Regions from separate parts of the Zea mays genome. Here all the other regions are linked to region 2. The links are chromatin contacts, called in public Hi-C maps. All regions are on one chromosome and are shown on one strand. Each heading gives the region's core, a stretch centred on a gene start, on an enhancer-like site or on the middle of the called end of the contact. The rest is flanking DNA. Distances are from core to core; before and after follow the strand shown. Region 1 holds the start of LOC103653153 (serine/threonine-protein kinase-like protein CCR4). Region 2 holds the start of LOC100192932 (GDP-mannose transporter GONST1). Region 3 holds the start of LOC103653151.

Region 1 (2,700 bases), core at 29-2,528, 290 kb before region 2:
CACCAGCGCATGGCGGCGTGGCCGCCGAGCGGCGCCATGAGGCCGCACAGGAAGTCGGTCCCGGCGGCGATGGCGTTGTAGGGGATGTCAGCGGAGGGGTAGACGAACTGCTGGCCGTCGGGGAGCGAGGTGCAGCGCAGCTTGGAAGAGCCTGGTGGCCCCGCTCCCGCGTCATCGGCGCTGGTGACGAGCGCGCAGACGAGCGTGGCGTTGGGCGCGTGGGAGATGGCGACCGTGGAGAACTGCCGCGACGCCGCGCACGCGTCGACGATCAGGAGGAGGACGGCGGCGACGAAAGCAAGACTCGTGCTCGTGCTCGTCAGGAGGAAAAGACGGCGGTGGCCGGCGTGGGCATGGCTAGACATTGGCATCCGGAGGGAGGAGACGACATGAGCGCGCGAGGTTGCCGTTGCTTGCCCCGGCCCTGCCGCGCTGGACTGCTACGGTACGCGAGGGGAGGAGAGATCGGGAATCGACAATCGAGTGGGTGCCTTGGCTTCGCTTGGATTTTCGCTTTTTGTTTGTTTCTAGTAGGTGAGCGCGCGCCCATGGAGGGAAAGAAACGCGTTTGCGTGGAGTTTTCTTTTAAAAAAAACAAATATATTTCTCTCTTCCCCCCCCCCCCCCCCCCCCCCCCCTTCGTTCTTTCTTTCTTTAGTTACAATAATATATAAAAAAACAAGCAAGAAGCTGCTGCTCCACAGGCTCCAGAGATGAGGGGTTGGTTTGGTAGACTTGACTTGGTCCATTTCAGATTCAAGTGTCAATGGAGAAGAGATCCCTGCTGATGCTCTCGATTTTTGTCTGCCAGCAGCCAGTCAGTTTCTGGATCAACACGGATTTCATCCCTCCCATTCTTTCTACGATTGTACTCTTCTTCCATCCACTCATTCTCGTGTCATCAACCGACCAAGGAAACCTAGGGGAAGGACTTGTTAGACACATCCACACACATGCATGGTCTTTTGGGTTAGAAAGGTTTTGCAGCTTTCGTACTCCTGCTACTTGCCTGCAGTACACTCGACTCGAGGTTGGTTAGGTTTACAGCTCACTTACTCAAGAAGGGAACCACCTTGTACTGCCAAAAGTCATTCAGCAAAGATTAGATTGCCCGGGATGCTTAAAACACCCTTCAAGAATGGCGATGCCGCAGATTTCCTCTTCACTGTGCGGCACATGCATACCGCCATTCATACCATCATAGTATAATGCACTACTAGTCTCAAGGAACCTCCTCACAGAGGTAGGTGACAGGTCTACAGCACAACTGATTCCAGAATGTCAGAGCAAATATTCAAGTCCGAATCATCAATCATGTATGTATCCCAGTCTGATCTTCTGTTGGGGCGAAGAGCATCTCTTTTCTTTTTCCTCTCTCTGGTCAGGTGGGCAGTTGGGGAGAAGAATTTGCCCAGACAATAAACAAACCCTTCAGATCATCAAATTATATGGGAGGGTGTTTCGTCAGACCAAGAGCCCTATTCCAGGGCGGCAAGCAAATGGACCAACATGTGGCTATCACAATTACCCCCCACATAAAATAAAATAAAATAAAAATCAAACAGAATTCTGAATCCATATGCCGCCTACAGAGATGGGAGCACGCCTCAAACTAATCTCGCACCCACATGTATGTATAAACTACTAATCAGCCTCAGCATTCCAACCTGCTTCCATGTCTTGAGGGGTACAGCTTTTGCCAAAGTCAGCGCCGCTACCTACCTGGAGCTTCACTTCACAGAAAAACCAGGCTCCCAGAAATACCTACCGCTTCATTATTGCCGCCATGGCTACATGCAGAGGGCTCGCCTTCACCGGGGCTCGGCGTCGCGGACGGAACAGGGAATGTCGCCCCCTGAAAGTGCTGCTCCAGTTGCTGGGGAAGAGGCTCGCACGGAGTTGCAGGAATAAAGGGTTCTCCTGCTGAATAGGATAGTCCTCCATTTCAATCTCTTGGCTGGTGGTCTCTGTCTGCCCCTGTGATGACACGACACAAAAGCTGAGCTTTACCTTTTTCCATAGATTCATAGCCGGCATGCAACAATGACTTTGTGCCCACTGTAGTTGTTGCCTCTGGCACTACTACATAAGATGTGCGGGTCATAACAAAGAGAAACAGCACAGAGACAGTAAGCCACTAACAGGTGTACCGACAACAGGGCATGTCAGTGGGACCAAAACCAGATTGCCCAGGTGACACTCGAGCAGACATAGGACAAGATGAGGAATGAAGTCAAACTGTGAATCAAAAGATCCCAACCACTAAGCAATATAGCTTATATAGAACCTTTTTTTTCCTGTACTAATCCTAGCATATTATCAAGTAAGGGCTTGTTCGGTTAGCTCTCAATCCATATGGATTGAGCGGGATTGGATGGGTTTGAATCCCAAACAGCTCAAACTTCTTCACAATTTTTTCCAATCCCATCCAATCCATGTGTATTGGGAATAACCGAACAAGCCCTAAGAATGGCAACATACACATGGAAACAAAATTCTGAGGCTGTCCTGAAAGTCTGGCTATAGTTACCTTTTGCTGGTGATGCTCAACATCAGAGTACTCGTTAGGCTGAATGCCAGTGGGGGTGTGCTCTTCGTTACTGTTCATATCTCTATACTCAGTCTGTCCTTTTTCCACCAAATATTGTCTGGAACCCTCGTCTTCATAGTCAAGAAGCACCAAACTAGATGTCTGATCAA
Region 2 (2,867 bases), core at 31-2,530:
TTTCCATTTGCTAGTCACTGACTTTCAATCCACTAATTTACCAGATTCAAATGTTGACTCTGATGTGACTCTCATTGAGAAACATGGTTAAAACATTCTTAACTGCAGTCATAGCCTCAAGTTGTCAACAATCAATGGTAATCTGTTACAAAAACAATTAGGGTCTGTTTGGTAAATTTCCAATCCATGTGGATTGGAGGGGATTAGGTGGGTTTAAATCCATAGCAAGTCAAAATTAGTCCCAATCCACCCCAAACCCAGTGGGATGGGAATAACCGAGCCCTAAGTAGTAATCTCAAGTGAAATAGTTGGTACATCAACTTTACTATGTATCTAGATATATGTATAATCTATGTATCACAAAAAAGTCAAAGCGACTTATAATTTGAAAAAGGATGGAGTAGTAATGTAAAGGTGCAGGCAATTTCTGTAGTAGTATTCCATGTGTTGGCTGCATACAATTATTCTAAGTGTGCTAAAAATCGAAGCCATTAACTAAGTTCATTTGTTCTCAGTTACTACTATCAGAGATTCAGAGTAGGCTGTAGTATACCAAAACCGAAACGTGCAAGAGCAAGCAACAGAAAGTGCGACCAGTTGTCGTTTTGTGTGCGGCGAGGTAGAACCTAACTTTGTGCCACTTCGGCTGAGGTGAACCCGAGATCACACACATGGAACTAGATTTGACCCGCTGCCTATTCCTTGCAGCCAAACAGTGGCAAGCCCGGAGTGAATCAATCAACAACAGGTGATTAACACACGAGACGAGCGGTCCGAGTCCCAAGCGAAGAAAGCGGAGGCGATCGAGAAGCGAAACGCATACAACCTGCCGCCCTGCAGCAGGCTCCCCCAGCTGGAACGGAAGCATCAGCCGCCCGAGGCAAACCAAGTTTCCTGATCAGAAGCAAGGCGCCGAAAGGGGCGCACGGGGGAGGGGGCTACGGATACGAGACGAGACGAGGCACGGGCGCCGCGAGAGGTTGAGCTGGAGGTCTAGCAGGCTGGCGGGGAAGGAAGGGCCGGGCCGCGTAGTGATGGATGAGGGGAGGGAGGGAGGTCGATCGGATGCTGACCTGGAGCCCATGGCGGCGGGGCGGGGCGGAGCCGGCGTAGGGAGCGCGCGCGGGAGGCGCCCCCGTGGCGCGTGCGACGGCTCAGGACGGCGGCGCCGGAGAGGTGGTCGACGAAACGGGGCGGAGGCGCCCGGAACGGGCAGCGGGCAGGCGACGGACGACTCGGAACGGCGAACCTGTTGCCTTCGCCTCCCCCCGCTTCTCTTCGGAATGCCAGTACTATCCCAGAGGATGGCTCTGAGACTGCGACGCGGGCCCCGTCTGCCGGTGCTTCGTCTCTCCAGCTCAGCTCAGCTCGCTGGCACCTGGCACTGGCAGACTGGTCCAGGCTTCGGACGTTCGGCTCGGCGTGGCTTGCCGCCCCTGTTCTGCTGGGGTCAAGTCAACTCGGGGTACCGCTGAGCCGTGATGCCAGCAAGTACCTCAGGCCCACATGGCATTGATGCGGTGAGAGGAGCCGGATCGGCATAAACCTGCTTCATTCATTCGTAGGTTTGGGTTTGACCAAAATGAACACTCCAAGCCTTTGCGTGACCGATGTTGGACCGTTCCAATTTAATTTTAAACTGGGCCACTCTAGTGTGCTTTTGGTTTTTGGGACAGCAGGTACGTACATATGAGTTCTACTTGGGCCACATTGCGTACATGGGCCGATCCGTCTGTGCCGTTTGCTTCTTGCCGCTGTATCAGCAACGGAGGGCATCGGCTACAGGAGACGCTTCCAATCTATCCGTCTAGACGCCGGCACTCCGCAGCTGGTTCATTCCGTCGCGGCCGGGTCGGCGGTCCCCAGTTCTCCTCCGCTTCTTCCTCCACGCTCCCGTCCCCGCCGCGCGAGGAACTTCCCACTTCCAGGCCCAGCTTGTCTGGTTAGGATTAGGGTCGTCGCTTCGCACGTGTCCGGTGTGCCGCCGTCGGAGATGTCGCGGACGCTGGTGCAGCCGGTGGGGCAGAAACACCTCACCAGCGTGGCCGCGCACCTATCGGCCGCGAGCTAAACGAGGATCCTAACCTTAACCCTGGGCAGGCAAGCATATATACACACACTAGAATTGGTAACTCTGTGATATTGTTAATAGGTCAGTCTAGTTCTGTACAACACTGAATTCATCATCATACATATGTATATGTACCGCAAGCTTTTACTCTTATCTATCAATTTTTCACTAACTAGCTCGGTTTCTGTTTTTTATACTAACTAACTAAGATTAAAACAAGGAAATGGTGCTGTGAATTCGTTTCACATTTTTCCCATTGGAGTTGCAACTTATAACCTTTATCTATACTACTCCTATAAGACTCTAACGAGGGCGTCCACCAGGCACCATGCCCCCGCCTGCCCCCGCTCGGCGCGATGCTCGCCCCTGCGCTTGCCTCGCCCCCGCGACGCACGCCACGATGCCCCCGGCCGCTCGTGATGCCCGCCCCTGCGTCCGCCCTATCCCCGCGACGCACGCCGCGGTTCCCCCGCCCTCTCATGATGTCCCGCCATCGCCGGACGCGGGCGTCCGCATCCTCCGCTTACCCAGCGTGCTTGCCTAGATCTATGTCAACAAAACCCACCTGCCTTGCTTGCGACGACCGAACCTCCCGCCTCACCCGGACGCGGGCGTCCGCATCCTTCGCTCTCGCCCCGTGCGATGGCTTCGCACCAGCCGCCGCCCAACCTTCGCTCTCGCCCCGTGCGATGGCTTCACACCAGCCGCCGCCCAACCTTCGCTCTCGCCCCACCTCCCTCGGACACGGTGGTGAGGCGGGATTGGCGTACGCGGGAGCAGTAGGCGAGAGAGAGGG
Region 3 (2,956 bases), core at 98-2,597, 490 kb before region 2:
CGTTGACCTACATTCGACAGCTCCGGTCGGCGGATGTTTTCTTGCAAGAGTCACAGTTTCTAGTCTATGGAAATGGGAAGGACAAGCCTCCTACTGGGCTGATGTTCGATAAGCAGCAGATCAAGGGGCTGTATTTCAACCAAACCCCTTCCAAGGTACATTGTGTTCTACCATTATGTAACCAGAACCAGTTGATAGACGTACTGTACTGTGTCCACCCAACGTTATCATGTCAGGTCTGTATTGCCAGTGGACTCACTAACTGAGTTTGCACACGCCTTTGAAAATGCAGGATATGGCACTAGCAGCGGTGTCCATGAGGCCTATCCCTCTAGCCCCAATCATGGAGAAGCTCTCCCTCACCCCGGAGAACTACGGCTCCGTCCGTCGCTACTTCATCCAGGCACTCGACGACCACATGCTGTCGCCGGATGCCCAGGAGAAGCTGGTCCGCGAGAACCCTCCCGACGGCATCTTCAAGATCAAGGGCGGCGACCACTGCCCCTTCTTCTCAAAGCCGCAGTCCCTCAACAAGATCCTGCTGGAGATCGCGCAGATCCAAGCTCCTGCGGCGCTGCTCAAGGCGAGCTCCCCCGAGGAGACCGCCGCCGCCATGGTGACAGGGCCAGCCAAGTCATGACTGCATGTATGTAGTGTACACGAAAAGAGAAATGAGTAAGCACATAGGTTGCAAAAGGGAGGGGGAGGAGGTCTGGGGATTAACTGAAGCCAAGCTGTGTCGGATAATAATGTAGGGAGGTCAAAGTGTTTCTTTCTTTCTTCTGTGATCAGATCAGATCATATAGAGAATGAGAGGTGGTCAGCAGATAATTGCATTTCTTTTTTCCTTTTTACCTTGTGAATGAATGAGATATTCAGTGACCAATGTCAACGCGGAAAGCCTTTGTGGTGATGCTTACTAATTCATCAGCAATCATTATTTAGGTAATTATAATAACGTCAATGCAAGTAACTCCGATGAGTCAATCGAATGAGGCAATCCCCACTTGGTTCGAATGATTGATGGTGGAGTAAGTTTTTCTTTTTAAGGGCTAGTTTGGCAATTCTATTTTTTCATGGGATTTCCAATTTTTCAACGAAAAATAAACTAATTTCTCTTATGAAAATAAAAACTCCATGGAAAAATGGGGTCCCAAACTAGCCCTAAATAAAAAAATTTCTATATTCTCAAACTGTGACGTCACCTCTTCTAAGGCCCCTGTGGTGCCAATTCAGATGGGCTCCAGGATGAGGCCAGGCCCATGGGGGCACGATTCGGCCTTTTCTTGTCTTGCTCGTCAAAAGAATAAAATCCCAACCCATAGGAAAGCGTAGCATAGCAGGGGAGGCCGGGAGGGGAGAAAGGCGAACTCGAATTGGGGGAAGAGAGCGAGAGACGAATCGCATCGAGCCGGAGAGGAAGTCAGAGACAGGGAGGAGGGCGGCGGAATCGGCGCCGGCGGGAGGCAGGCATGGAGGACCTGAGCGTGGAGGAGCTCGCCTCCAACCTCTCCACCTACAAAGAGCAGCTACGCGAGGTCTCTTCCCCGTCCCCTCGATCTGGCCACGCCCCCTTTCCGTTCTGTCTGCAATTCTTGTAGCACGGAAGGTTCTAGCTAGTCTCCTCGTTTGCAGCTCAGGGTTCGCGCGTAGCCGGATTACTATGGATGTTCGGCTCTGATTCTAGTCTAGGGTTTTGAGTAATTTGGTTAATTTAAGCTTTATTCCTCATCGAATTCGTTACTGCGTAATAAGATTATATACTTGGCAGGTTTGCTCGGTTATTTGCATCTCTGCAGCGTTGGATTCATATGAATAGGATCACACTTATGTCGGGGCTAATATGAATATGATATAAGTATACACATGCATATCCGTATTTGTATAGATATCTCAACGGCCCGTTTGGATGCTTTCATTTGGTTGGAACTGGAATCTGCTCCATAAATTGGTATGCTTCGCTTAGAATTTCATATGCCACCACTTTTCAAATCTTAAGTGTAGACCTGTGTCAAGTTTAGAGGGTGCAATCACTCATTTTGGTGCAAGCGTGCAATCAAACTATCCAGAGCATCCAATCCAGATCCAACGGTTTCATATGGAAGGGGTTAAAAGTAAAATAGGTACTATGTTTTAGGTGGAAGGGGTTAAATATAAAATAACAGTCATCATTAGATCTAGATCGGATGCACCAGATCGCTTGATTGCATGCTTGCACCAGGATAAGTGATTGCATAGGATATTTTCCCAAGAAATAGAAAGGGGAAAATAGTAAGAACTGGAGTGAGATTCATCACCACCTCCATGGCCTATCTCCTTCATTCGTCTCTCATGAGTCTGGACACAGCTTCACTCGCCTTTCCAATTACGACTTTTCTCCTGGCCCCTAATAACTGCAGTGGCAAAATGTGGCGTCGGTATATGCCTATTTATATATGTTAATTAGGTTTTTTGTTTGTTGGAAGCCACCATTTGTTAGAGGCCTTCATGTTATGCATTTTAGGCATGAACCTTTGTTGTTGCTGTCCATTTTTATAACATGGATCCAAACTCTTGTCCAAACCCTTTGTCTCTCATCTCATTCTTGTTTTCAACTGGTGATTTCATATTGAGGAATGATATTCTTCAAGCAGATGTCATGCACTATATTTTTTCTGTTTGGAAACTGCCAATAATATCCTATATTGACATGAAAATGGAATTGTTGGTCACTGATTAATAATGAAGTTTGCTTTAGTCAAGTGCCTTGTTATCCCCATTTTGCACTGAAGTTTCATGCTAATTTCTCGCCTTTATTTTTCCTTACCAAATCTATCTTACTTAAAGCATTTCTTCTTATGTCCATGCGTTTGAGGTGGTAAATCCAATTCATGTACTTAATGTCTCTTATATCCATGCATTTCAGGTCAAGAAGCTTATCAAGGAGAAGAAGGATGATGCTGGAATTTCTGAATAT

The links. Hi-C and Micro-C count contacts between places; a contact is called where the count stands out from the background.
Region 1: a Hi-C map of root tip shows a contact between it and region 2, with 4 times the contacts expected there. The contact joins the promoter of LOC103653153 here to the promoter of LOC100192932 in region 2. A contact is called at or near these places in 7 of 25 Hi-C or Micro-C datasets (bundle sheath, ear, leaf and 3 more).
Region 3: a Hi-C map of ear shows a contact between it and region 2, with 4 times the contacts expected there. The contact joins the promoter of LOC103653151 here to the promoter of LOC100192932 in region 2. A contact is called at or near these places in 6 of 25 Hi-C or Micro-C datasets (bundle sheath, ear, endosperm and 3 more).

The regions. Positions count from the first base shown.
Region 1 is chr4:41,578,444-41,581,143 of Zm-B73-REFERENCE-NAM-5.0, forward strand. It overlaps LOC103653153 (serine/threonine-protein kinase-like protein CCR4), which reads right to left and starts at 1,279. Exons shown (of 1, transcript XM_008680115.3): 1 at 1-1,279. The coding sequence starts at 371. It overlaps LOC100192704 (DNA-binding bromodomain-containing protein), which reads right to left. Exons shown (of 8, transcript NM_001317179.1): 7 at 2,531-2,700; 8 at 1,421-1,977. The coding sequence ends at 1,765.
Region 2 is chr4:41,863,816-41,866,682 of Zm-B73-REFERENCE-NAM-5.0, forward strand. It overlaps LOC100192932 (GDP-mannose transporter GONST1), which reads right to left and starts at 1,281. Exons shown (of 10, transcript NM_001138114.1): 1 at 1,074-1,281. The coding sequence starts at 1,084. It overlaps LOC103653162 (a long non-coding RNA gene), which reads left to right and starts at 2,387. Exons shown (of 8, transcript XR_004857722.1): 1 at 2,387-2,867.
Region 3 is chr4:41,374,157-41,377,112 of Zm-B73-REFERENCE-NAM-5.0, forward strand. LOC103653151 reads left to right here and starts at 1,348. Exons shown (of 8, transcript NM_001301663.1): 1 at 1,348-1,538; 2 at 2,906-2,956. The coding sequence starts at 1,473. LOC100284061 (polyneuridine-aldehyde esterase) reads left to right here. Exons shown (of 5, transcript NM_001156959.2): 4 at 21-155; 5 at 293-946. The coding sequence ends at 640.